Regions from separate parts of the Mus musculus genome. Here all the other regions are linked to region 2. A link is a contact called in public HiChIP or PLAC-seq and promoter capture Hi-C data. All regions are on one chromosome and are shown on one strand. Each heading gives the region's core, a stretch centred on a gene start, on an enhancer-like site or on the middle of the called end of the contact. The rest is flanking DNA. Distances are from core to core; before and after follow the strand shown.

Region 1 (6,442 bases), core at 41-2,540, 300 kb before region 2:
AGCGTGCATAGCAGGTGTGAGATCAAGTCCCATCATCAGCACCAAAGACAGACAAAGTGCCGATGCTTCCCATTGTGTAGTATCTTCAAGTCTAAGACAGCACTGTCATGGCCAGGTATACTAACATTTCCCAATTGACACACAGGAAAAGCTAGGCATGGGGCACCTTCCTGTAATCACAGTCCTTGGGATGCTGTAGCAGAAGATTGTCAGGAGTTCATGGCCAGCAACGTGGAGATGCACATCCTACCAGCGGTGTAGCTGCCAACCTGGGCAACATAACTACACCTTGTTTGAAAACAGAAAACAAAAATTGGCAATTTTCATGCTATGCAAGATAAATAGGTCAAGATCTGCTAGTTTCTGCCAGATGACAAGAGGCAGGCAGTTCTTATCTGAAGGATGCGTGGCTTTCAGAGCCTTTTGAGGTTTAATATTACAGTTAAGAGATTGCAGGCTTACTGTTTTGGGTTAAGTGGTATTTGTTTAATGTGGTTACTACTCCTTTTGGTTTCTCAGAGTGCATTTCCTCATCTACTACATCTCGTACACGAGACTCAGGTTGCTGTGAAGTTAGGAAGCTGTAGGCTCATCAGGAGTGCTGTGCTTGCTCAGGAGGCTGATCACCTCTCAGCCTCTTGGCTCCAATTGATGATAGAGTGTTTGAGGCCAGTTTGAACCATGCAGGGAGACCCTGTCTCAAAACACAGAAGGAAAGAGAAGAAAGCTGACACTCAGTGCCTGCTGAGGTCATTTTTGCTTATTCTCTCCCTTCCTGTCCTCACATTCCCCCACAAAACACCCAGGAGTCAGGATCTCAGCAGAGCAACATCTTTAGTGCTATGGAGACTGGAAAAAAAGAGGGAGGCACAGAAAGGGGGAGATTGGTACAGCTGTGGCCATCAGCCACCGAACATCCCAAGGAGGAAGTACCAATCCTTTCCCACCTGTGCATAATGGCACGTGCCTGTAATCTCCACAGAAGCAGGAGGATTTTAGATGGTAAGTCCTAGGCTAGCCTGGGCTACCTAGTGAAATGTTGTCTCAAGTAGTATCTGGGTCCTTGTCTGATAGTCCATTTATCTTGGTAATTGACAGAACTGGTCATTTGTAGGTGAATCTTGTTCCCCATGGTTCCTTGAAATACAGTTGACCTGTGTATGTCTCTTGAGTGCTGAGAGGCTTTGAGGAGTGAGGTGACACGTGAGGGTGGCTAGAGGCAGGCACTAGGCAGCCAGGCATGTTGAGTCACTGTCCTTCCTTTGTCAGCAGCATGCAGGTGCCGCCTCTCCATAGGCTGCCTGGTGACTCATAGCTAAGAGAATTGAAGCTGGTTTCTACCTTGCTGGGAAGGGCTGGCTAGAATTGAACAGCACGCTGCAGCCCCATGGCTGTGCTCAACAGTCACTGTACCCTGTGTGCGAGCACTGTGAGTTCTCTCTGACGCTGTGGGATTAGTGTTGCCCTGTCTGTACACTTTACATGCCGAGGCTGTCCTGTGCTGAGGGTAGGAGTCGGGTAAGTGTCGTGTCATGGACATACATCTCAAGCCCGTGACATTACTTCCTGTGTTCTCTGTAGAGCTGGTGGCGTTGAGATCTATAATGGGGATCGCAAGATAAAGGTTTCCAACACCCTGGAAAGCCGGCTGGACCTGATAGCCCAGCAGGTGAGTGCAGACTCTGGTTACGTGTCGGCTGGCACTTACTGCAGAGAACTCAACGCTGATCTTCATGTCTCCACATTTGTACACTGAACCCAAGGATACAAGCCTAAAGTGCTGGTCATCTTCCAGACATGGGTTAACAGTTTCTGTTGACTTTCTTAATCCCTTATTTAGGAGTATAGTTTCAACTGGGTGTGGTGGTGCATGCCTAGAGACAGGCAGATCTCTGTGAGTTCGAGGCCAGCCTGGTCTACAGAGTGAGTTTCAGGACAGCCAGGGCTACACAGAGAAACCCTGTCTAGAAAGAACAAAAACAAACATACAAATACAGAGTAGGTTAGCCAGATGTGGTAGCTGATTGGGAGACTGATGGAGGGTTACTGTGAGGCCGGTCTGAGCTGCAGGTTGGGACCCTGTCTCCCAGAGAGTGCAGTATGCTGAAATGAAAGTGCGTGTCTTGTAGCCAGAGCACTTGTGCATCATCTTCAGGAGGCCTAGAGCTAGTTAGCCCTCTGTGCTAGCCAGTCCTGCAGATGGGGAGTTAGCGGAGATGAGAGATAAATAGCTCAGTGAGTAAAGTTCTTGCCTCATAAGCTTGAGGAGCTGAGGTCTCCTGGGAGGCTTCATCCATCAGCAGCAGATGCAGAGACTCACAGGTAAACATCAGCAGGAGCTCAGGGAGTCTTGGGGGAGAGTGGGGTAGGGGTGAGCAAGCTGGAGGGGTCAAGAACACCACAAGACGACCCACAGAGTCAACTAACCTGAGACCATGAGGGCCAGAGTGTGGCCACCAACCAGGGAGCATGCAGGAGCTGGACAAATGTGCAGCTTGGTCTCCATGTGAGTCCCCTAACAAGTGGAGAGGGGACTGGCTGTCTTGGTCTCTGTTCCCTGCCATTGGACCCCTTTCCTCTACCTGGACTGCCTGGTTAGGTCTCAGTGGGAGAGGATGTGCCTAGTCCTCATGGGACTAGCTGTTCCAGGATGGGGTTCCTGTTCTCCAAAGAGAAGGGGAGAGGGCAATAGGAGGAGGGATCTGTAAGGGTAGGACGGGGGCGGGGGGCTGTGATTAGGATGTAAAGTTTATATAAATATATAGAAAAGGAAGGAAGGAAGGAGAGAGAGAAAGAAGCCACATAAAGTCAGGCATGGTGACATGTTTCTAGTTCCAGCCATGGGGAAGCAGATGCAGGAGGATTCTTTGGGCTCGTTGGCCATCTACCCTAGCTGAGTCATGCAAGCCCCAGACCAGTAAAAAGTGGATTGCTCCAAAGGAATGACATTTGTGGTTGTCCTCTGGCCTCTCTCGCACACATTCAGTTCTTTACCAGTACCTAAAGCTGTATTTGATGGAGCACAGTAAAGAAACTGCTGACATGACCCTTCCATGATAATGGTTAAGGCTTTTGTTGTAGAAACGAGAACAGCCAGAGGCATCTGGAAGAGTCCAGAACAGAAGGAGAAAGACGTAGACTGGACATGGTGAGGGCTAGCACAGTGGGTGAGAAGTTCCCATGGAGCTATCAAGGGAGACTGTACAGTGTGGGAGGACAGAAGAGATCTGTGAGAAAAGTGGGGCAGAAGGGAACAGATGGCTGTCTGGGAGCTGAGAAAGGCTAGGATGGCAGTGTGGGTTTGAAATGTGTAACAGCTACTTGGGATACTGAGGGAGCCTGGAGGCCTGCAGGGGCTTTGACACACAACCTATATCCCTTCTGCCAGAGTGGGAACTACTTTCACAAGATCCTGAGCAATGCTGGCTTTTATCAAACTTCCAGACCATTGGAGTGCCTGAGACCCCACAAAAGCCAATGTGGTTACTCTTAGGGGTCACACTCATCCTTGTAACTCTCTGTCAAGACATCAACAGACTCCATCTAAGTGCCCTTTGCAGCCAGTCCTGGAAGGGGTTCACACACTCAGTGTCACAGACTGAGTACAGTAATGACTTCAGGTCTTTCCCCTTTTGTGAGCATAGTCTGACTGCTTAACTGTCTGGCACAGTGCAGCAGATAGGACAGGTCTGATGTGCTTAGCAATGTCCTTTCCCCACATGGTGTTAATATTGTCTGCAACTTCCCTGACTGAGGTCCTGATTTACTGACTTCTTTACAGATGATGCCAGAAGTCCGTGGAGCCTTGTTTGGTGCAAATGCCAATAGGAAGTTTCTGGACTGAGCTTCAGGAGGAGCAGTTCCCCCACGGCTGTTCTCCTGGAGAAGCAGATTATCTGTGTGGCTTCCTCTTTCTGTTCTAATACTGGTAATCAGTGGACACCCTCTACAGCTAATGCCCTCGGCTCAGTGTCAACAGCAGGGCCACTTGGTGTGGGCAAGAACCCAGCCCCAGCTCATCTGAGGCCACAGCTGTTCACTGGGTTTGCAGCAGGACGGGAGGGTCAGATGTGCTGCACGGCCTCACCCAGGACCCATTCTTTCCCTGTCCTGCTCTAGTCTAGAGTGAGTTGTGCATGCTGTCCCTGCTCTTTGGGCATAAAGTGCATGTGGGACTCACATTCCTCCAGGAACACTACCTTCGCTGTTACTGTTTAGGTCTAGTCTTCCTTCTCTGTAAATGTGATTTAAAATCTAAGCCACAAATATTCTTTATTTATTAAAACAGAGGGCTTATGTGGATTTAGTTGTTGTTCCTTATGTAAGGCACCGAGTTTGTGATTTGAGAGTAAGTTCCACTGGGCACGGTAGCCCACACCTGTAGCCCTAGCTGTGGTGGGAGGATTGTTTGGGGGCAGCCTGGGCAACAGGAAGATCCAGAGAGGAGCTATCCCAAATCCCTGCCGTACATTAACCTGCCTGTCCTGGAGGCTGGACAGCTTTGTGTGTGTGTGTGTGTGTGTGTGTGTGTGTGTGTGTGTGTGTGTGTGTGTGTTAGCAGTGGGTGCCAGAGCCTCATAGGGAAGCAGATGCTGCACCGCTGAGCCATGCCCCGCAACCTGTGGCCTGTGCATCTTTGGGGTTTTACCTATCTTGTCTTAGAGAGAATAAGGCCGTTTTCAGATGGATTATCTGCATGTACATCGGCGTACTCCCCCAGACCCAAGTTTTACGTTAGGTGGGACTAATGGAGGTTCTTTTCAGTTTTGTAGTTTGGCAGGGTTGCATACAGTGTAGGCTGGCCTAGAATGTGCTCACTGATGTTATGACCTTCATGTTTCCTATCCTCCCGTCCTCAGCTACTAAGGACTGGGACTATAGGCACGGGCCACCATGGTGTTGGGGGTGGAATCCTTTGCTAACTGACCTGTGTACCCAGCTCTCATTCCTGTTTTCTTAGGGCCTAACATCATTTGTGTGGCTTCGGAGAAATGAATTGAGGGCCATGAGATTGGGTTTCTTGGTGTTGACATGGCCATGAAAGGTAGAAAGAGGTGAGAGTCAAGGGTAGGAACTGGAGCCAGCACCTGCTGCTCTTCCGGAGGACCTGAATTCAGTTCTTAGTGCCGTGTCTGGCAGCTCACTACCACCTGTAACACAGCTTTAGGAGGTCCAATGCTCTCTTGGGGGTTACAGATACACAGACATGTAAATTAGTAAATAATTATTTTTTAAAAGCTGAACTCTTTCAGTGTACAATTTCCCCCCAACCACTCTCCACTCTAGAACAGCAGTTGGAAGACAGTAATGAACTGTCTGTGGGGCCCAAGAAGGCACAGCTTGACTCTGCAGAATGACAGTCATCTGCTATGCTGATTACAGGACAAGGATTTAACCAGCTTTATTTCAGATCATGTCCCACAAGCATCTATTGGAAGGGATCTGGGCCCATACTTCAGGGTGAGTATCTGGGGCAGGACCGCTGCTGAGGTGGCCAGAATGTTCATTCAGGCTCTCAGACTATTGCTGATGCCCGCGAGGGCACAGGTGCACTTCTGATCTGTTAGGGCGGCAAGGTTAGGATTGACGCTAAACCCTCACAGGACGATTCTGTGCCACACTTGCCTGCAGTGGGGATGTTAGTGTGGAAGAGCCCTTCTGTCTTACTGCACACGGTCCTGCCATAGTACATAAGAGGTTGGGGCTTCCGAACATCTCTGGTTCAGAAAGTTTAGTTTTCATAAAGGAGATGAAGGCTCTACTCGCTTAGTAAAATGGGTCATTTCTTCTGAGGTAGCACTACAGGTTAGAGACCACGTACGTCAGAGCCAGCATCTTATACTTCCAGCAGTGCCACCTAGTTCCCTAGGGCCAGAGGTGACAGCAAGAAGTGACACATAGATTACTCAAAGCACTTCAAGATGCGCTCTCCGATGCCAATGAAGTAGACGCCCTGGGCGATCCCAAAGAGGGGGGCTATGACCAGGGCACGGCAGCCTGCTCCTTTCATGAAGGCTGCTGGCCCCTCCTGTGTCCAGAGCTTCCTGTGAAGGAAGAAAGGAGAGCTTGGTAGGTGAAGGCTACGCACACATTTACTCAGGACTTTCTGTTGTTGGATTTGGGGAGAAGGTCTCTAGGTGTAGCCCAGGCTCTCCCTGGGCTACCCTCAATCTCCTGAGTGCTAGGCTTATAGGATTACAAGCTCTGAGGCATCAAGTCCACAGCGTCTCCACACTTTGAGACAAAAGCTCACTAGTTCAGGCTGACCTGTGGCCCTCTCAAGTGCTAGGCCAAAGACTGGAGCCGTTAGATCCCATTTGGCCAAGTATCTGCGCGCCACCTTTAGACTGTATTGTGAGAGAGGAAGCTATTTAGCAATCCCAGATTTGTCTGCCATCTGGTGGGAGGAGTGGGGAGCAGCAGAGACTCATGGGAGAATCGG
Region 2 (6,031 bases), core at 1,108-3,607:
GCTCAGAGAGGTGAACTAACTGGCCTCAGCTCCCGCAGGCTGTGTGGTGGACCTGGGGCCATGGGTTCCCATCCTTACACCTGCTCTGCCTTCTGGACAATTGGTCATAGGACCTTTCAAAGGCGGTCTGTACCAGGACAGGGGATAGGAAGATTATACAAGTCATAAATTCTACATGTTATGTGTGCCACGGATTTGTCCAGATATATCCCCAGGCAGCTAAAAAACAACAAGTTTGGTTGAAAATTTTCTCTTTGCTGGATGTGGTGGTCCATGCCTTTAATCCCAGCACTCAGAAGGCAGAGGCAGGAGGATCTCTGTGAGTTTGAAGACAGGTCTAGTGTGAGTGTGTGTGTGTGTGTGTGTGTGTGTGTGTGTGTGTGTGTGTGTGTGACAGAGAGAGAGACAGAGAGAGAGACAGAGAGAGAAGAGAGAGAGAGAGAGAGAGAGAGAGAGAGAGAGAGAGAGAGAGAGATTGACTTCCAAGACACACAGGGCTACACAGAGAAATCCTGTCTCAAAAAGTGAAAACCAGGGCTGGTGAGATGGCTCAGTGGGTAAGAGCACCCGACTGCTCTTCTGAAGGTCAGGAGTTCAAGTCCCAGCAACCACATGGTGGCTCACAACCATCCAACCATCCGTAAGGAGATCTGACTCCCTCTTCTGGAGTGTCTGAGAACAGCTACAGTGTACTTACATATAATAAATAAATAAATAAATCTTAAAAAGAAAAAAGAAGTGTATTTTTTAAAAAAAAGTGAAAACCAACTAACCCAACAACAACAAAACACGCAGATAAGGCTAAGGCTTTGGGCAGCAGCATGGTGATCCCACCGTGGCAGGCAACTGTGGCAGCAGCTTTGAGGCAGTGAAATCAAGGCAGGGGACAGAGAGTCTGCAGGAGGAGGAGGAAGACGAGGGCAAGCTCCTAACTTGTTCCTATGGACTGGGAGTGAATTACACAGAAGCCCCAGAACCTTCTCGAGCCCCAAATGCTATTGTAGTTTTCTTCTCCTCTACCTCTAAAAGCAGGACTTTACCTCCTGCCCTTCAGGACTCCTACCAGTGGGGTTGGAAGGGGGAGGGCAGCCCCTAGGCAGACTCAGCCCATGGACCGGAATGGGCAAGGCTGGCCTTGAACCTTCAAAGCTCCTGTTTCAGGTTCCTGAGTACCTGGGGTTACAGAGGAGCTGGCTTGTGACACCAGGCTCTGCTGGAGTTTATTCTTTTGCATGCTTCCATACCTCTAAAGATCCCCCCACCCCCTTTCTTGGTCAGACATATTTTCCTGTTATTTCATCTCCTGCTTTAGCTTTTTTTTTTTTTTTTTGATGACAGGGTCTCACATAACCCAAAGCTGGCCTCAAACTTGCTATGTAGTCAATGGTGACTTTGGATTTCTGAGCCTTCTGCTCGACCTCCTCAGACCTGGAATCAGATGTGGGGTGATGGGGAGGAACCCCTCCGCGCTGCATGCAAGCTAGGTACAAACCTTTCAGAATACCAAAGATGAGCCTGGCTAAGCAAGCAACTGCCCCACCCCAGGTCTCCAGAGTGGCTTCCTGCCCTGGCCCTGGCCTCCCCTACCCCAGGACTAGACAGTGGTATTTGCACCCCACCCTCTTCCTAAGCCCTCTTCTCAGCAATTATATTCAGGGAGCCTTTTCATTAACTGGAAACTGAAGATCTCCGAGGGGAGGACAGCTTTGGATGTGTGAAAATGCAGTACTTGGTTGGGAGTGCTCCTTCTGAATAATAGAATTGGGGGTGGTGTTTGTTTGGTTTGGTTTCTGGTGGTGGGTTGGAACCCAGGACTGGATGCATACAAGGCGGGTCATTCTACCAATTGAGATACACCATCCCCGAGCTCTTTCTGGTTCTTTTTTTATTTAACTTTTTAATCACTTCCATTGAGTTCTCAGGGCCTTTACGGAAGGAGATGGCAGAATGGTCGTTGGCGCACAGAGGAGAAGTTGGCTTGCGCTTCCTCCTGATAGGCAAGAAAGGACAGTGGTGCTTGGAAGCACGAAGTTGTGGTCTACACTGAGACCAAGGCCACCCAGCAGTTCAGGTTCAGCCCTTAGGGCTGTGGAGCTAGAGACTTCATGTTCCTATCCCGCCTGGCCTGATACGCTTTCAACTCTACTCCGGCACCTCAGTTCTCCCTCCTTTCCTTCCTGCTGATCCAGCCAGCCAGGCTTTCTCCTCCTCTATTCTCGCCTCCTCTCTCCCTCGAATCCAGTCCTGGTTTCCCCGCTGCCAGCTCCTTCTGCTGCCTGCTGGGCTCGCTCCCCTCCTCCGCCCCCGCCTCTCCGGTCCCGGCGGTCTGCTCGGCTCCCCCGCGCTCCCCCAGCTCAGCCACCCGCGGCTTCACTCGCCCAGTCCGGCCGCTCCAGTCCGGATCTCTCTGCCTCCCGACCCGGGTGCGAGTTCCAGCAGCTGGCGAGGAGGCGGCAGCGGCTGGCCCGGGTTCCCCTCTGCCGCCTCGTCAGCCCGAGGTTGACGGGGAGAGAGCGGCCGGGCAGCCCCTGGAGCCCCTCCGAGGACAATGCACCCGGCGCTGGGCCACCCTCGCGCGCTCTCGTCCGCGCCCGCCTCCTTTCCGCCGCCCCCCGCCGCAGCCCGGCTACAGCCCCTCTTCCTCCGGGGGGGCTCCTCCCGCGGCCGGAGAGGCTCGGGCGACAGCAGCACCAGCACCAGCACCAGCCGCGGGGGGTGCGGCGGCAGACGCGGCGGAGGCGGCGGCTCCCCGAGCAGCAGCACAGGCGCGGAGCGAGAGGACGACGACGAGAGCATTAGCATCAGCAAGCCACTGGTGCCCGCCGCCGCCGCGCTCCCCGGGCCCCCAGCTCAGGGGGGCGTCCCAGTCTCCGCCACCGCGCCCGCCGCCGCCTCCTCCACTTCCACGCCCACCTCTTCCTGCAGCATGACCGCCGCGGACTTCGGCGCGGGCGCCGCGGCCGGCACCGTCGGGGGCCCCGGGAGCCGCTCGGCGGTGGGCGCAGGCGGCACCGGGACCGGCGGCGCCGCCTCCTGCTGCTCGTGCTGCTGTTGCTGCTGCGGCCGCCCCACTCGCTCCGGCCGTAGGGGTCGGCGCCGGGGCTGCTCGCCAAGCCCCGGCTGCCGCTGGGGCTACCAGGCGCTGTCTGTGGTGCTGCTGCTGGCGCAGGGCGGTCTGCTGGACCTGTACCTCATTGCAGTCACTGACCTGTACTGGTGCTCTTGGATCGCCACCGACCTCGTGGTGGTGGTGGGCTGGGCCATCTTCTTCGCCAAGAACAGCCGGGGCCGTCGGGGCGGCCCAGCGAACAGCATGCACAACCACCACCAGCTCCACCACCACTCGGCTCCGCCTCTGCACCTATCCGCAGCGGCGTCGGCGGGGGCCGGGGCCAAGGCTCGCGGGGGCCGAGGAGGTTCTGGAGGCTCCGGAGCCGGGCCGGGGACGACTGGGGCAGCGGGCGAGTTCGCTTTTGCGTACCTGGCCTGGCTCATCTACTCCATCGCTTTCACCCCTAAGGTGGTGCTCATCCTGGGCACATCCATCCTGGACCTCATCGAGCTGCGCGCGCCCTTTGGCACCACGGGCTTTCGCCTTACCATGGCGCTGTCCGTGCCGCTGCTCTACAGCCTAGTGCGTGCCATTAGCGAGGCGGGCGCGCCCCCGGGCTCGGCGGGTCCCCTGCTCCTGCAGCCACAGCAGCATCGCGCCGCGGGCTGCTTCCTGGGCACGTGTCTGGACCTGCTGGACAGCTTTACACTGGTGGAGCTGATGCTGGACGGCCGCGTGCCGCTTCCGGCGCACCTGCGCTACCTGCTCATCGCCGTCTACTTCCTCACTCTTGCCTCCCCAGTGCTCTGGCTGTACGAGCTGAACACTGCCACAGCAGCTCCGTCCTGGGGTCAGACCTCCGGGCCCGGAAGCTGCAGCCGCCTTTTACGTTTGCTGGGCGGCTGCCTGGTGGACGTGCCCTTGCTGGCGCTGCGCAGCCTCCTGGTCGTGAGCTACCAACAGCCGCTGTCCATCTTTATGCTCAAGAATCTCTTTTTCCTTGGCTGCCGTGGCCTGGAGGCCTTGGAGGGCTGCTGGGACCGGGGGAGTTGGGTATCCCCAAGTCGGGCCAGAAGCAGCTATGGTGCTCCTCCCTCTGCCCCTCCCCCACCTCCACCACCACCACCTCAGGGAGGCTCCCAGCGGGGCCACTTGGAAAATGAAGGGGGCCCTCATGGCTATGTCAACACTCTAGCTGTTGCCTCTCAGAATTGAAGCAGTGAAGGGCAGGGGCCCTGTTCTTGGCTTTAGGGTTTCCGCCCCCCCTTGGCTGTGTTTGGAGGTAAGTGTTGATAAGGCAGAAGGCCAGTGGATTCTTCTGCACCCCGTGGGTAGAGACTGCTTGGAGGGAGACCAGCAATATACCGTGAGGAAGAAGGGCCCATGTTCACCGCGGTCTTCTTCCCTGTCCTGACATACAAGGGATTGGATACACGTGCCACCGGCTTTTCTCGCCTTCATCCTGATTCCTATTCCTGTAGGGGAGAATGGAGGAAAGGGGTTCAGGCAGGGATAGTGAGCATTGGGGTGTGTGTGTGTGTGTAGTGTATTTTCTGGGTGTCAGTCCCATGCCCCTTGCAGTGGGAAGGAGATCTAGAGAGGCCTTGCTTCACAACACACCTACCACCATGCTTTCCTACCTGGACTGATGACCACCGTCCCCTCGATGGAGTTGTTGCTCGGTTGCTGTACTCCAAGGGAGAAGCTCGCCCAGGGTCTTCCTCCCTCCTGCCCCTCTCTGCTCAGCCTGGGGAGGAGCAGGTCTCTATGGAAGGACCAAACACCCACCCTTTCTTGGGTGAGCACGCACTCTACCTCTGTGCTTCGATTTCCAGTGCATCACACACTGATGCTGCTTGAAAAAAAAAATCAAACACTCAGAAGTTGCATTCAACAGGGCCACTGGATCCCCTTGGGATTCGGTGCCAGATATTACAGGGTCTGTGGAGTACCAGCCATTGGCTTGCTCTCCCTTTGTTCCTCCCTCTGCACCAGAATAATTATCCTTCCTGTGTTGGTGCCAGCCGGGTTGGAATTGGGTTCAGAGCAACTGCTTTAGCGTGTTCAAATGTATGTGAGGTCAGGCCTCTTAGGGACCCGGGCAGTAGCACCGGTGCCTTTAGAAAACTTGGCACAGAGCAGAGAGGGTGTGTGACCTTTCACCTCTCCTCTGCTTCAGATCTCTTCAGGGAGAAGGCACACTGCAGAGCCCTCCTGCCTAGCCTTCCCCAGCAGGGTTCCCTGGAGAGGCTGTCCTTAGGATTGTCCTTCAAGGGAAGTCAGGGTTGGCTCCTGCAGGCTTCATGAGGGATGTCATCCTTGGGGTCTTTAAGGCAGGATATGTATTCTGAGGGCAATCAAGGTTCAGAAGGCACAAGGAGCCAGGCTGGGGTATACTCACCCCAACAAGGAGCCAGGCTGGGGTATACTCACCCCAACAAGGAGCCAGGCTGGGGTATACTCACCCCAACAAGGAGCCAGGCTGGGGTATACTCTCCCCGACAATGGGGTTGGGGGCGGGAGGGTTCCTCTCCTTCTATTTTGGGAGTTTTATGTGGCGTAATGAACCTAGACAAGAGACCAGAAAAAAATGATCTGTAGTTCTGTCTGTTACCTGCTAGGTTTGAACACCGTACCATTTTACTGTTTAGGCCTCTGGGGTAGTGTTCTTTGAGTTGGGGCTTGAAGAGTCTGGTCATAACGCTGCCGTAAAGGTAGTCAGAGAGGAACTGTCCAGGTGGACTTGAGGAGGGCTCTGCTTCTGTACCATGTCTGGCCTTAGGCTGGGAGAACTGAGGGAGGTTTGCCAGCTAGGGTGGGGGACAGGCATCGCAGGGTCCTCTAAAGCCAAGCACAGGGGAAGGCCCAGAGTGCCAAGTCACTGACTAGTAACTTAGCAGCCAGGCCCATGTCCCTCATTCCCTTTGCCTCTGTTAGGACCTTCTGAGAACCAAGGGCTGTATGGGGCCCCTCTTATTC
Region 3 (5,575 bases), core at 1,003-3,502, 340 kb before region 2:
ATGGGTAGATTTAACCTTTCATGTTATTTGGCTAAATTCAATTTCCAGGGTACACCCCTGAACATAGACACAGGTCATTTCAGATAGATGTGGTAGTTCCCCTCTGGAATCCTAGCATTAGGGAGGCTGACTGTAGGCTCAAGGCTAACCTAGACGGCTCAGTGGTTAAGAGCACCAACTGCTCTTGCAAAGGTCCTGAGTTCAAATCCCAGCAACCACATGGTGGCTCACAACCATCCATAATGAGATCTGATGCCCTCTTCTGGTGTGTCTGAAGTCACCTACAGTGTACTTAGATATAATAATAAATAAATCTTTAAAAAAAATGCTTCAGTGGGTGAAAGCAGCTTGAGTTTAATCCTAGAGCCCATGTAAAGATGGAAAGAAAAAACTGACTCCCAAAGTTGCCCTCTGGCCATGCATGGTGACACAGGCCCTCAAAGGAAGAGTCAGGTGGACAGCTATGAGTTTGAGACAATCCTGGTCCACATAGGAAACTCTAGGACAACCAGGACTACACAGAGACCCTGTGCCCCGCCTCCCCCCAAATGAAACAAAGTTGCCTAACGCCCTACACACATGTGTATCCAAACAAACAATTACACCCACAATAATAGTAAAATTTAACATTTTAAAGTGACAGTCATGGCTGGGTACTCCTGGATCTCCATTCAGGGGAGGAAGAAAAGGTAGGATCTACCAGGCAGTGGTGGCACATGCCTTTAATCCCAGCACTTGGGAGGCAAAGGCAGGCGGATTTCTGAGTTCGAGGCCAGCCTGGCCTACAAAGTGAGTTCCAGGACAGAGAAACCCTGTCTCCACAAAAAAACAAAAAACAACAACAACAACAACAACAAAACAGAAAAGGCAGGATTTGAGTTCAAGGCCAATTTAGGATACAGTTCAAAAACCAAAACAAAACAAATGTTATTTTAAGGACTAAAAAAAAAAAAAATAGTTTAGAATAGTGCCTGATCATCCAGAGCCAAGAGACTTTGTAGAAAAACTGTATAAATGTTTTCAATTCGCTGTTATAATCATCCAGGACACATTTATCCAACTGTGTATGTGAAATGTAAGTGATTCACTACCCACACACTTGCCTAACTCTTTATGTGTTAAAACAAAATGGAAGAAAGGTATTTCAAGGGTGTGGCAATACATCTAAGGTCACACAAGTTAGGGCAGAGAGCATCAACAGTCTGGTTTATACCAAGCCTCCAAGGGGAATATTGGAAATTTTGCAAAAACTTTTTTTTTAAATATCAGACAGAGGGGCCTGTCAGCATGGTTCAAAACTTTTAAACACAGAGTAAAACAGACCTCTTAGATAAACACTTGTGTGTGGGAATGGCGAACTGTTTAGCCGAACTATCAGTCAAAAGCATGTGAATTTCTGGGCAGATCGCTTCAATTTTTACCCCTAAGTAAAATCCTCAACTTAGCCTAGGCTACCTCCTTCACAGGACTATAATGTAAAGGCAAGAAATGCAGGATGCCGCGAAAATGTGAGGAGGGATTTTAAAAAGAGAAAAACAAAAAACCCCGAATCACTGTGAAAGGCATCGCCTTCGTGTGGTAAGAAGACCTAGTCTGTTTTGTTTTGTCTTGGGGGTGGGGGGGGGTGGCGTGGGACCGTGAATGGGTGTCAAAACGCAGCCAGCGCTGAGACTGAGAAACAAGCCTTCACACTGTGACAGGACACCACTAGCGAAGCTAATCTATAATCGGTCTAAGTGAATGGCACACGCTTCCCTCCTCCAAGCGAGAATTCACGCTTCCTAGTCTGCCCCCCAAAACAGACCCTGCTTCCCAAAGCCGAGATCTGGGTGAAGAACAGAATGTAGAGCAAGGGTGAGTTCCAGAGCCTCAGGCAGCCACACAGCCGGTTCAAAAGCCGCCCGGCGTGGGGGCGCACTGGACAGGTCGGATTCACCCCAAACAGCCCCTCAGAAGTTCCGAGACGCCGCGGCGGAGCAGCACGGTCCTCCTCCCTCAGGCCCGGTCTCTCCCGCGCCCTGGGCAGCACCGTGGTCAGCTCGGTGGTCTCCAAGACCCCTTCCTCAGCGGATGGAAACCGCTCCACCAGCCACCAGGGCCGCCCCAGAATCCCACTCCCCTCACCTGGCTCCAGCCCTGCCCCACAAGGGACGAAGGAGACGGCGGCGGCGGCAGCAGGGGCTTCCCACGGGGTGCAGGAGCGACAGTGGCTGCTTCGACCCGCGAACCTAATCTACCGCCGCCGCCATGTTGGACGGTGAGGTCACCCTGGCGCGCCTACGTCACGGCGGCGTAGGGGCGGGGCCCGGGCGTAATGCCAAGCCGGAAGCCAGCGGCTCGGTCAACTGGAAACGAAGCAGGGTCACTGACACCTGCTGGTCAGTTTGCGCAGGCGTGACCTGTGTACGAAGCTGTCCTGTGCCTCTCTTTCCAGGAGCCGCTTAAATCCTCGATTCTGGACTTCATAAGTATCTTCACCCAGTCATTTCCGGTGCTAGTTAGGGCGAAGGGTGATGAGGTAGACACCACCGCACGCCTGCTCACCCCTGTGTGGGACAAGAAGCTGGTGGCATAGCAGAAGCAGAGTTCTGCAGACTTTTGCGTTCCTGGAGTACTAAAGCCCTCAGGTTACTGGTCAAGACTGCACTTCCTAGGGCTGCCAGGAGATTGTCCTGAAAGTTAGGAAAGCAATTTAAAGGCAGGGTGGAATGACTAGGTTGAGACAACTCAGGATCCGGGCACCATGGTGATAAAAAGAGTCTTATAGTAGTAATCCATTTTTTACTCGCACTGCCTGGCAAGCTGCCTGGACTATAGTTTCTTATGTTTGTTTCTTGACTCTACAAAAGCATGTCCAACCTGTGGTCCAAGATAAACTGAATGCTTATCAACCAGAAAGAAAAAGAAATAGATTGGGGCTGGAGAGTTGGCTCAGTGGTTAAGAGCACTGACTGCTCTTCCAGAGGTCCTGAGTTCAAATCCCAGAAACCACATGGTAGGTTCACGACCATCTGTAATGAGAACTGATACCCTCTTCTGGTGTGTCTGAAGACAGTGACAATGTGGTTACATATAATAATGAATAAATCTTAAAAAAAAAGAAAAAGAAAAATAGATTTACTTAAACCATGAAGGCTGTGTATAACCCGATTATCTAGTTGTTCAGCAAGAGCTTTTTAGATCGTGTAAAAAGGTCAAGATATCTAGGCAAGATAAACACCCTGCATTAGCCAGCTTGAGTTTCAGCCTGTGTTACTGAAATGAAGTGACAAAGTAACACAAACAGCACAGAAGATTAGGAGTTAGAAGGCGGTTGAAGGCGGTTGCAATCAGTCAGATCAGAAATGATAAATGTGTCCAGTTGCTTGTACAGGCTGGTAATCCCAACACTCTGAAGGCTGAAGCAGGAGGATAAATTGGAGTCTGGCTACATAGTGAATCTTATCTTTAAAAAAAATAATAAAAGATTGATTACAAAACTGACTGGGGACCATTGATATGGCTCAGGTTGCAAAAGTGCTTACTGTAAGCCTAATGATCTGAGCTGGATCTCTGGAACACACATGGTAGAAGAAGAAAACCATCGCTAGCAAGTAGATTTCTCTGACCACACTGCCTAACCCCACCTCCCATACACACACATTTCAAAGCAAAACAATCAATACAAACTGAAAGGAAGTGATGACCAGTAGCTAAGTTTAGGAGGTAATAGAAATGTTTAAAATTCACAATGATAATGGTGGCACAATTACAAATATCTTGAATTTCACTTAATTATATGCTCTTGGTTTTTTGGGACAGTGTTCCATACTGACCTCAAACTTGCTCTTTATCCTAGAATGACCTGGAATCTCATCCTGCCTCTGCCTCCTGAGTGCTGAGGCCTCGGGTATAAGCTAGTATGCCTGTGTGTTGCTGGGGATATCATTCAGGGCACACCAATCTACAAACTATGATCCTAACCCTTTTGAACGCTTCCTTTTTTTATTTTATGTATATGAGCGTTTTGTTTACATGTACATCTGTGCACCATGTGGGTGCCTAGTTTCAAATAAGGTCAGAAGAAGGAGTTAGATCCCCTGGAACTGGAGTTACCCATGTTTATGAGCTGTCATGTGGGTGCTGAAAACCAAACCCAAGTCCTTAGAAAGAGCAGGACTTGGAAGTAGGCAGGGGCATCACAAGTTCAGACCATCTGCAACTACATACGAAGTTTTAAACCAGCCTAGACTACCTGAGACCTTGTCTTGCATAGAAGTGGGTTTGTCTGTTTGTCTGACTTGTTTCTAGTCCACCAGCTTGGTTACGGGTGACAAAATGACCACGCAGAACCACCTTCTGTGACTAACCTGACAGGAACTTAGGCCAGCAGTTTGTAATGAAGACAATAAGAATAGACTTCTTTCTTAAAATTCATCTGAAATTATGTTTTAAATAGTTCCTCTCCAAGACTGAAAATAATATCAAAAAATACTGGATTTAGGAAACTATGAACTGGTTAATATTTGCATGTTTAGTATGTCCTTAGTTTTTTTTTTTTTTTTTTTTTTTTTTTTGGTTTTTCAAGACAGGGTTTCTCTGTGTAGCCCTGGTTGTCCTGGAACTCACTTTGTAGACCAGGCTGGCCTCGAACTCAGAAATCCGCCTGCCTCTGCCTCCCAAGTGCTGGGATTAAAGGCGTGCACCACCATGCCCGGCTTATTTTTTTTTTAAGAATTATTTATTTTATGCATAGGAGTACACTGTAGCTGTCTTCAGACACACCAGAAGAGGGCATCAGATCCCATTACAGATAATTGTGAGCCACCATGTGGTTGCTAAAAATTGAATTCAGGACCTCTGGAAGAGTAGTCAGTGCTCTTAACTGCTGGGCCATCTCTCCAGCCCATGTCCTTAGATTTAAAACAAATCTAAACACTTTCTAGAGACAGTTTTAAACCAAACTGGCATGGAACTTTCCAAATCACTGGCTCTACTTCCCCAAATGATAAGATTATAAAAGTATACCCCTGTTCTGTACTGCCTCTCGAGTGATCTGTAGCAACTCTGCTTTCAGTCTCAAAGGAGTAAGTTTATTAAGTATATAGCAAGTGAATAAATAGCAAGTGGCCGATAGATATTAAAACGAACGTCATTGAATCGGTAGTTTATAGCATCCATTAAGGGACAACTGAGGTAACAAGATTGAGAGAGTAAACAAAGGTGGTCATCAAATCAAGACTTACAAGCATCCAGCAGGAACAGACTGGGGAAGCTGAGGCAGTCAGCTGGAATTCCCAGCTGAGATTTCTCTTCACAGATGAGTTGCCCATGGCTGAACTTCCAGCCTCCAGTACCTCTTGTAGGTGTTTTTAAATGATGGGAAAAACATCATTAACATCTGTTGGAAATGGTTTACCTTCCAGATATTCCTAGGGACATGATGGGCTTTTTAAAAAAGATTTATTTACTTACTATATGTAGGTACACTGTAGCAGTCTTCAGACACTTTTTCTTCTCTCTCAGGCCCCCGAAAGCTCTGGCCCAAAGATTTATTTATTATTTATTACATGTAAGTATACTGTAGCTGTCTTCA
Region 4 (6,012 bases), core at 1,155-3,654, 280 kb before region 2:
CTGAACACACTGGGATAGATGGCAAGTGTGAGGAGAGGGTCAGCATGGGATCCAAGTGCTCTGGCCTGACAGGTGTGGCTGGGGGGTGTTACGTACAGGGAGGTTATGTGTATCTCACGAGTGCTTTGATCAATCATTTCTGCTTCTCGGTTGCACACACCTTTGGTTTTCTGAGATGAGGTCTCACTTTGCAGTCTGGCTGGCCTGGAAACCTACCATGTAGACCATGCTGGTCTCAAACTCAAAATCCCAGTGTCTCAGCCTCCAGAGTGCTGGGATAGCAGGCATGCACTCCACTATCAAGCTACACACCAGGCTCCATATACTTTTTGCAGGTAAATATTATTGTTGTTCTTGCAAAGAACTGGACTTCAGTTTCAAGAACTGAATTGGCAGTTTACAATTATGCGTTAACTTGTTGATGACTTCTGTGGGCTCTAAGCAAGAACATGGAGCATACAAAGTCAAACACCCGAACACATAAAAGAAAAACCAACAAATTAAAGAGAGAATTCAGTGAATATTAGTGGCATCCACCTGTAATTCCAGGACTTGAAACCTCAGCCTTCAAATGGTGGGACTACATAAATTGTCATAAGCCCGAAGCCAGCCCTCACTACAGAGTGGCACTGTCTCAAAACCAAAAACTAAACCAAAGGAGGGCTGGGATGTAGTTCAGTTGGTACCTGCCTAGGATCCATGAAGTCCAACCAATCCCCAGAGCACAGGGTGGCAATCAGGAAGTAGAGAAAGGAAAAGCAGGAAATCAAGAATGTATTTGGCTAGAAAGCAAATTTTGGACCTGCTTGGGCTTCATGAGTGTCTCAAATGAAAAACCCAAACCAAATCAAACAAGAAAAAAAAAAAAAAAAGCCGGGGTGACATCACCAGCTAGGAAGGACCCACAGGAGAGGAAGATCAGGGGAGCAGGCAGCTTCAGCTTTGGTTGGCTTTGGTTCGGTTACAGGCAGAGAGAAAGAAGGGTGATGGGTCTGGAAAAGTACAGCAAAGTTAAGAGATGCACCTGAACTCTCTTTAAGCAAATTTCCAGGCAGGATCAAAGGTCTACTTGCTTCCAGAGTGGCCCTGCAAGATCCCAAGTCAGCTAGGAAGGCAGTATTTCCAACCCCCCAGGCCCAATGACCAAGTCTTATGTTACCGGGATACCCTAATGACACAGGTACACAGTCAAGCTTTCCAACTTTCTGGCTGGCTTTCAATCTTGAGTGCATCATGAAAACCAATCTCTTTAAGGCAGGTTTTGTGTAGCCCAGGAAACCAGTAAGAGGCAGTCTGGCAGGAGCTTGTTAACTAAAATGTTGCAGCAGCTGAGGGACTATCATGTATTATTAGTAGGCTGTTAGATAGCAAAGGACTACAGTTTTGATATTAGGGCCACAGTTTGAAAACTTTGAGGTGCAGAGAAAATGGGAAACTGAACTGGACTGAGACCAATGAAAGGAAGACAGCAGGTGGCCTAAGTCAGGGTGGACAGTAAGGGAGTTCGTCAGCTTTGCTATTTCTTCCCAAGTATAGATGAGAGGACATCTGTTACCATTTAGTCAGCAACATAAGCTGCCTTCCATAGTTCTTCAGGAGACGTTAGTGGAGATAGATATATCCGCTAGGTATGAAGGTAAAATTCAGCTCAGATCAGAAAGGTGTAAAGCCCTAGATTTGATGCCAGGTCCTTCCACTATGGGGGTGCTCTTATGGTCTGTGATGCATCATCAAAGAGGGTGTCTCACATCAGGGGGCTGGGCACTTCATGGGCTGATCAGGCAGGAGGAGGAAGGCACAGAACCTACATTTAAACCAGGTTCTAGGTGATGTTTGTTCATAACGTAGGTTACTGTCTGACAGATACCAGGTCAGACTTAACCTGTGCACTGATGTCTGTCCAGGCCAAATGGTGTGAACACACCAAGAACCACCCTGCTGCAATGAGTAACAAACCAGACTTCACCCTCTTCACCTCTGGCTAAGCACCATCCCTTCCAGCACTTTGGTTGCTGTAGGCTGGTTTCCTTCAATGTGTCCCCCTTTACTAACTGAGGAAAGGACAGTAGTCTTTCCTCTGTATTCTGAAGGAGCAGGCAAAGTGCCAGGCAGATGCTGCTCATCAGTCTGCTGGGCCTCAAGTGGATGCAGCAAACTGCGGGAGTGGGGATTCTGTGCTGAGTATGCACAGACATTTTCTCTCGTCAGTGCTCAACAGTACAGCGTGACAGCTCTATACATGGGGTTTTTAAAAGAGACAACAATATACAGGGCCATGTGCATAGATGGTATGCAAATACCAAGTTACATGGGGACTTAAGCACTGGGACTTAGCACTGGGAATTCTGGAACCGATCCCTAAGGACAGCAAGGGCAACTGTACTTACGGACAAGGCGTTTAGGGGTCACTCCACATCTGTGTTTGGTATACTCCAGGCCCGGCTGTGCTGGATCTTGTCTTTGCCTTCCTTCCTATAAAGACTTAACTCTTCCCTAGAGTTAAAACTCGTGATACAATCTGAGGAGCTGGCTTCACTGCTTCAAAACCTCTGCTCAGCCAGACCAGGGTGAATGGTCCTATGTGGTCAGAAATGAGCCCACAGGATGAGCAAGTTGTGGTTTTCCACTCCTCAAATGGTCTCAAGGCACCTGCATTAAAATTCGTGTCATGGAGGCACGGGGGCAGGGACTCCAGGATACAATAGCTCAATCTGGGCATTTCCCAGCTGCCTTCTTGGCTGCTACAGCACTTCACTGTGCACTGAAAGCTTTTGCTAAAACTGCCTCAGGAAACTAGAGGAGTGAGCCTTGTAAGCACAAAGGAGACAGAAACAAATGCACAAACACTGTCCTTTCAAAAGCTCAAGGAACTGAATCCAGGGCAACAGATCAACAAGGCCAAGCTACCAGAGCGAAGTGGGGGGTGAGGACAGGGAAGTCTGCCCTGACAGGCAGCAGCATCGGTGCTCAGAGCTTTGCCACTCCTGGCCGAGCTGGAAGGATTTACAGCCACCCAGGAGAAAAGAGCCACAGCCAAAGACACCATGTACATAATAGCCACAGATCATAAGCCATTCCCCTTCCAGAAGACTCCAGCTAGGTATTTCTCCGTTATTAATATTTTCAGGGAGAGATCAGAACAATACTGCACAAACAAGTTTTAAAATCAAGCTCACTAGTAGTAGAAGATAGTATTTTTTGTTGTATACAGGATTTAGCATTGTTTCGTCAAAATGATTTGTGTAGAATAGACACTTTCTTTTGAGATAGGATCTTGTGTATCCTAAGCTGTAAGCTATGTATACAAGAGGACTTGATTTTGAGCTTCCTGCCTCTCTGACACACACCCAGCTTCATCTGGAGTTGGAAGTTGGAACTTGAGGCCTCACACACAGTATAGACACTCTTTTTTGTTTGTTTTTTGAGACATGGTTTCTCTGTATAGCCCTGGCTGTCCTGGAACTCACTCTGTAGACCAGGCTGGCCTCGAACTCAGAAATCCACCTGCCTCTGCTTCCCGAGTGCTGGGATCAAAGGTGTGCGCCACCACACCGGCCGCAGACACTCTTATCAATTGATCTACATCAAGTTCTAAGAATTAAGTTCTATTTTGTTTACAGTAGATCTATTTTTAATTGACATACAGGATTGTACATGTAAATGACTGCCTGTATCTTATATGCACAATGGAAGTCAGAACTGAGCACTGGATCTCTTGGAACTGGAATTGCAAGCAGTTGTGAGTTGCTCTGTGGGTACTGGGAGAAGCAAGTACTTTTAACACTGAGCCATTCCTCCAGGCCCACAGCTAAATTCTTAGTAATCTGGCTTTCCCTGTTGAGGAATTATGTAATATGGGGGTTTTGGGTGGAGAATAAGTTAGGCTCCCAAGTTTCTATTTTCTAAGGGACAGTAGGGTGCACAAGGAAGCAGCTGTCTGGATGCCTAAGGCATGATGCAACTGGGCTGGGTTTCTGAGAGGCTGGTGCATGGGGCTGGCAGCCAGTGACTTGCCATCCCACTCCAGGCAAACAGAAACCACCACCATCAGAGAGAACAATGTGACCAGCATAGTACACACCTAGGTTTCCTAAAAGTGTTCATCCTAAAGCTTACTTTGTTCCAGAAATTACATAGACATGCAACCACACTAGAAAATAAAGTGACACAGCGTATTTTATAGAAGAAATGCCCTTTTCTATTGTGTAACGTTCTCAGGACTGGGTTGTTTTACTTTTGTATGTTTTGAAGAGGCCTTGAGCTGGAGAGATGGCTCAGCAGATGAAAATGTTTACCTTTTTAAGCCCACCAATCTGAGTTTGAGCCCCAGAACCCATGTGAAGGAAAAGAGACAAGTCCTTGTTGCATTAGCTGGCCACCAGCTACTAACTGACCTGCAGTCTTCAGAGTCCAGAGATTGTGGGTAGGCACATGTATGGCTGAATTATTATGGAATGAGGACTACTTAAAAGTGTAATAATAAAAGCAGCTAGGTAGTTTGGTCTAAGACCACGGTTGATTACATAACCTACCTAATCAAAACATTTCCCAGGAACTAGAACTAAAAACAATTGGGTTAGCCTAAGCTTCATTGGGCTTGCAGCTCCCTCTTCTGGATATCTGTAACTTGGATGACTACAAGCTACAGGTTATCTATGGTCTCTGTCAACTGACTGCTCACCAAAGGCTCTGCAAGGAGAGCAGTCAATGCCAAACATGGCCATCACTTTTGGGAAGATACCTGCAACCAGCCATGCATTGTAGCTGGGATGAGGATAAAGGTCCCAGGTGGGTACCACAGACTAGCTGTGATGGGTTTTGCCCTGGCCATAGTTAAGACTGTACCACTGTGAAGATTCTTGGCATCTAAGTGAGATGAAGATGAATCCTTTAAGGTGGTGGGCACTGTTGAAATAGGAGTCTGACCTGATGATAAAAGTGACACATGAACACACACCAGGCACATACACGAAAGCCTTACTAATTTAACAATGTACTTTATACAAAATAACGAGTTCATATGGAAATAAATCTACAGATCTCCAAAGATCAAAAAAGCTTTTTAAAAAGTTCTTTCAAAAAATTATCCAACACACAGCATCAAACTAACTATTGAGGTAATTGTCGCTCTCAGTGAAACAGCAGGGAACCAGCAGACCATGACAAAATATATACAATATAAAAATAAATACCATTCCCCCCTGGCCAGGACAGTTCATAGGGCATTCACTTCTGTAGCAATGTCCAATATACTGTGTGCAGACTGGCAATGTGGGGCTAGGGCCCACGAGTCAAATGAGAGATATATCCCCTGCCTAAAGAAATGAAGGGACCACAGAGAATGGGGTGGAGGGAGGGAGGCAGCATTTCAATAAATTATTCAATATCCATACAGCTGTCCCCACTGAACTCCAAGGGGGAGGATGGAGTGAGAGCAGCTAAGTTAAGCCAAGCTAGTAGAAAGCTTGTTGTCCCACCTCACCTAGAGAATGTGTTTTAACCCAAGACTGACACAGATCTTAGCACCAAGGCTAAGCTTGTGTTGGCCTACTGTGATTGGGCACGCAACTCATCTACTCAAAAGGAAGGTCTAAGCCAGGTCCTAAGGCTCTAAGGAGTTCAGTGTGCTCAAACAGAAAAAGGTAATCGAGAGCCTTTTACCAGCAAGTATCAATCACATTTGTCACATTCATTCTTGGGGTTTGTTTGCTATTTTAATGGGGGTCTCACTACTTAAGCTTTGGCCTGACCAAGCAGACTTTGAACTCAGAGGTCTTTCTGCCTCTGCCTGCTGGAATTAAAGGCCTGTGCCACCATGCTGGGCTCACACTGGAACTAAAGCAGTGCTGTAAATTCATGGGGGAAGGGGCAATGTTTCTGCATGTTTCACCCAAATGCCAAGTGTCTTTGCTATAGCTGTTGACAAGAGCTGCCCACATTCCAGAAATCCTCCAGACTGAACACTCACTGATACACTCTTGTGAAGGGAACGTCACATCAGGGTTTTAAGTA

The links. Promoter capture Hi-C pulls out the DNA fragments that hold promoters and counts their contacts. HiChIP or PLAC-seq counts read pairs in DNA pulled down with a chosen protein or histone mark.
Region 1: a contact with region 2 is called in an H3K27ac HiChIP or PLAC-seq map of trophoblast stem cells, with 2.9 times the contacts expected there. The contact joins the enhancer-like site here to the promoter of Tmem121b in region 2. A contact is called at or near these places in 1 of 15 datasets of contacts at CTCF or cohesin (large pre-B cells), 9 of 115 datasets of contacts at active chromatin or transcription factors (embryonic hindbrain, embryonic stem cells, large pre-B cells and 4 more) and 3 of 9 other capture datasets (adipose tissue, liver and pancreatic islet).
Region 3: a contact with region 2 is called in an H3K4me3 HiChIP or PLAC-seq map of embryonic stem cells, with 10 read pairs. The contact joins the promoter of Bcl2l13 here to the promoter of Tmem121b in region 2. A contact is called at or near these places in 11 of 39 promoter capture datasets (the 3T3-L1 cell line, the C10 cell line, cranial neural crest and 6 more), 1 of 15 datasets of contacts at CTCF or cohesin (large pre-B cells), 1 of 484 Hi-C or Micro-C datasets (embryonic stem cells), 8 of 115 datasets of contacts at active chromatin or transcription factors (the 230-238 cell line, bone marrow-derived macrophages, effector CD8 T cells and 5 more) and 4 of 9 other capture datasets (adipose tissue, embryonic stem cells, liver and 1 more).
Region 4: a promoter capture Hi-C map of pre-B cells shows a contact between it and region 2. The contact joins the promoter of Slc25a18 here to the promoter of Tmem121b in region 2. A contact is called at or near these places in 12 of 39 promoter capture datasets (the C10 cell line, the SN4741 cell line, cranial neural crest and 8 more), 9 of 115 datasets of contacts at active chromatin or transcription factors (embryonic hindbrain, embryonic stem cells, fetal liver and 4 more) and 2 of 9 other capture datasets (liver and pancreatic islet).

The regions. Positions count from the first base shown.
Region 1 is chr6:120,793,104-120,799,545 of GRCm38.p6, reverse strand. Atp6v1e1 (ATPase, H+ transporting, lysosomal V1 subunit E1) reads left to right here. Exons shown (of 9, transcript NM_007510.3): 8 at 1,582-1,669; 9 at 3,782-4,302. The coding sequence ends at 3,844. It overlaps Slc25a18 (solute carrier family 25 (mitochondrial carrier), member 18), which reads right to left. Exons shown (of 10, transcript NM_001081048.2): 10 at 5,564-6,044. The coding sequence ends at 5,903. Among named protein-coding and RNA genes, the nearest start is that of Slc25a18, 23 kb to the right of the region's middle. Within about 2 kb of position 1,290, at least 87 of the 459 cell types and tissues checked have an H3K27ac peak or open chromatin away from gene starts, as enhancers often do. A contact at or near this core is called in memory CD8 T cells, pancreatic cancer cells and trophoblast stem cells, where this site is marked.
Region 2 is chr6:120,490,272-120,496,302 of GRCm38.p6, reverse strand. Tmem121b (transmembrane protein 121B) reads left to right here and starts at 2,357. Exons shown (of 1, transcript NM_033567.2): 1 at 2,357-6,031. The coding sequence starts at 2,549. The coding sequence ends at 4,267.
Region 3 is chr6:120,832,907-120,838,481 of GRCm38.p6, reverse strand. Bcl2l13 (BCL2-like 13 (apoptosis facilitator)) reads right to left here and starts at 2,252. Exons shown (of 7, transcript NM_153516.2): 1 at 2,125-2,252. It overlaps Gm38889 (a long non-coding RNA gene), which reads left to right and starts at 2,288. Exons shown (of 3, transcript XR_869411.3): 1 at 2,288-2,378.
Region 4 is chr6:120,770,160-120,776,171 of GRCm38.p6, reverse strand. Slc25a18 (solute carrier family 25 (mitochondrial carrier), member 18) reads right to left here and starts at 2,404. Exons shown (of 10, transcript NM_001081048.2): 1 at 2,388-2,404. It overlaps Cecr2 (CECR2, histone acetyl-lysine reader), which reads right to left. Exons shown (of 19, transcript NM_001368706.1): 19 at 4,981-6,012.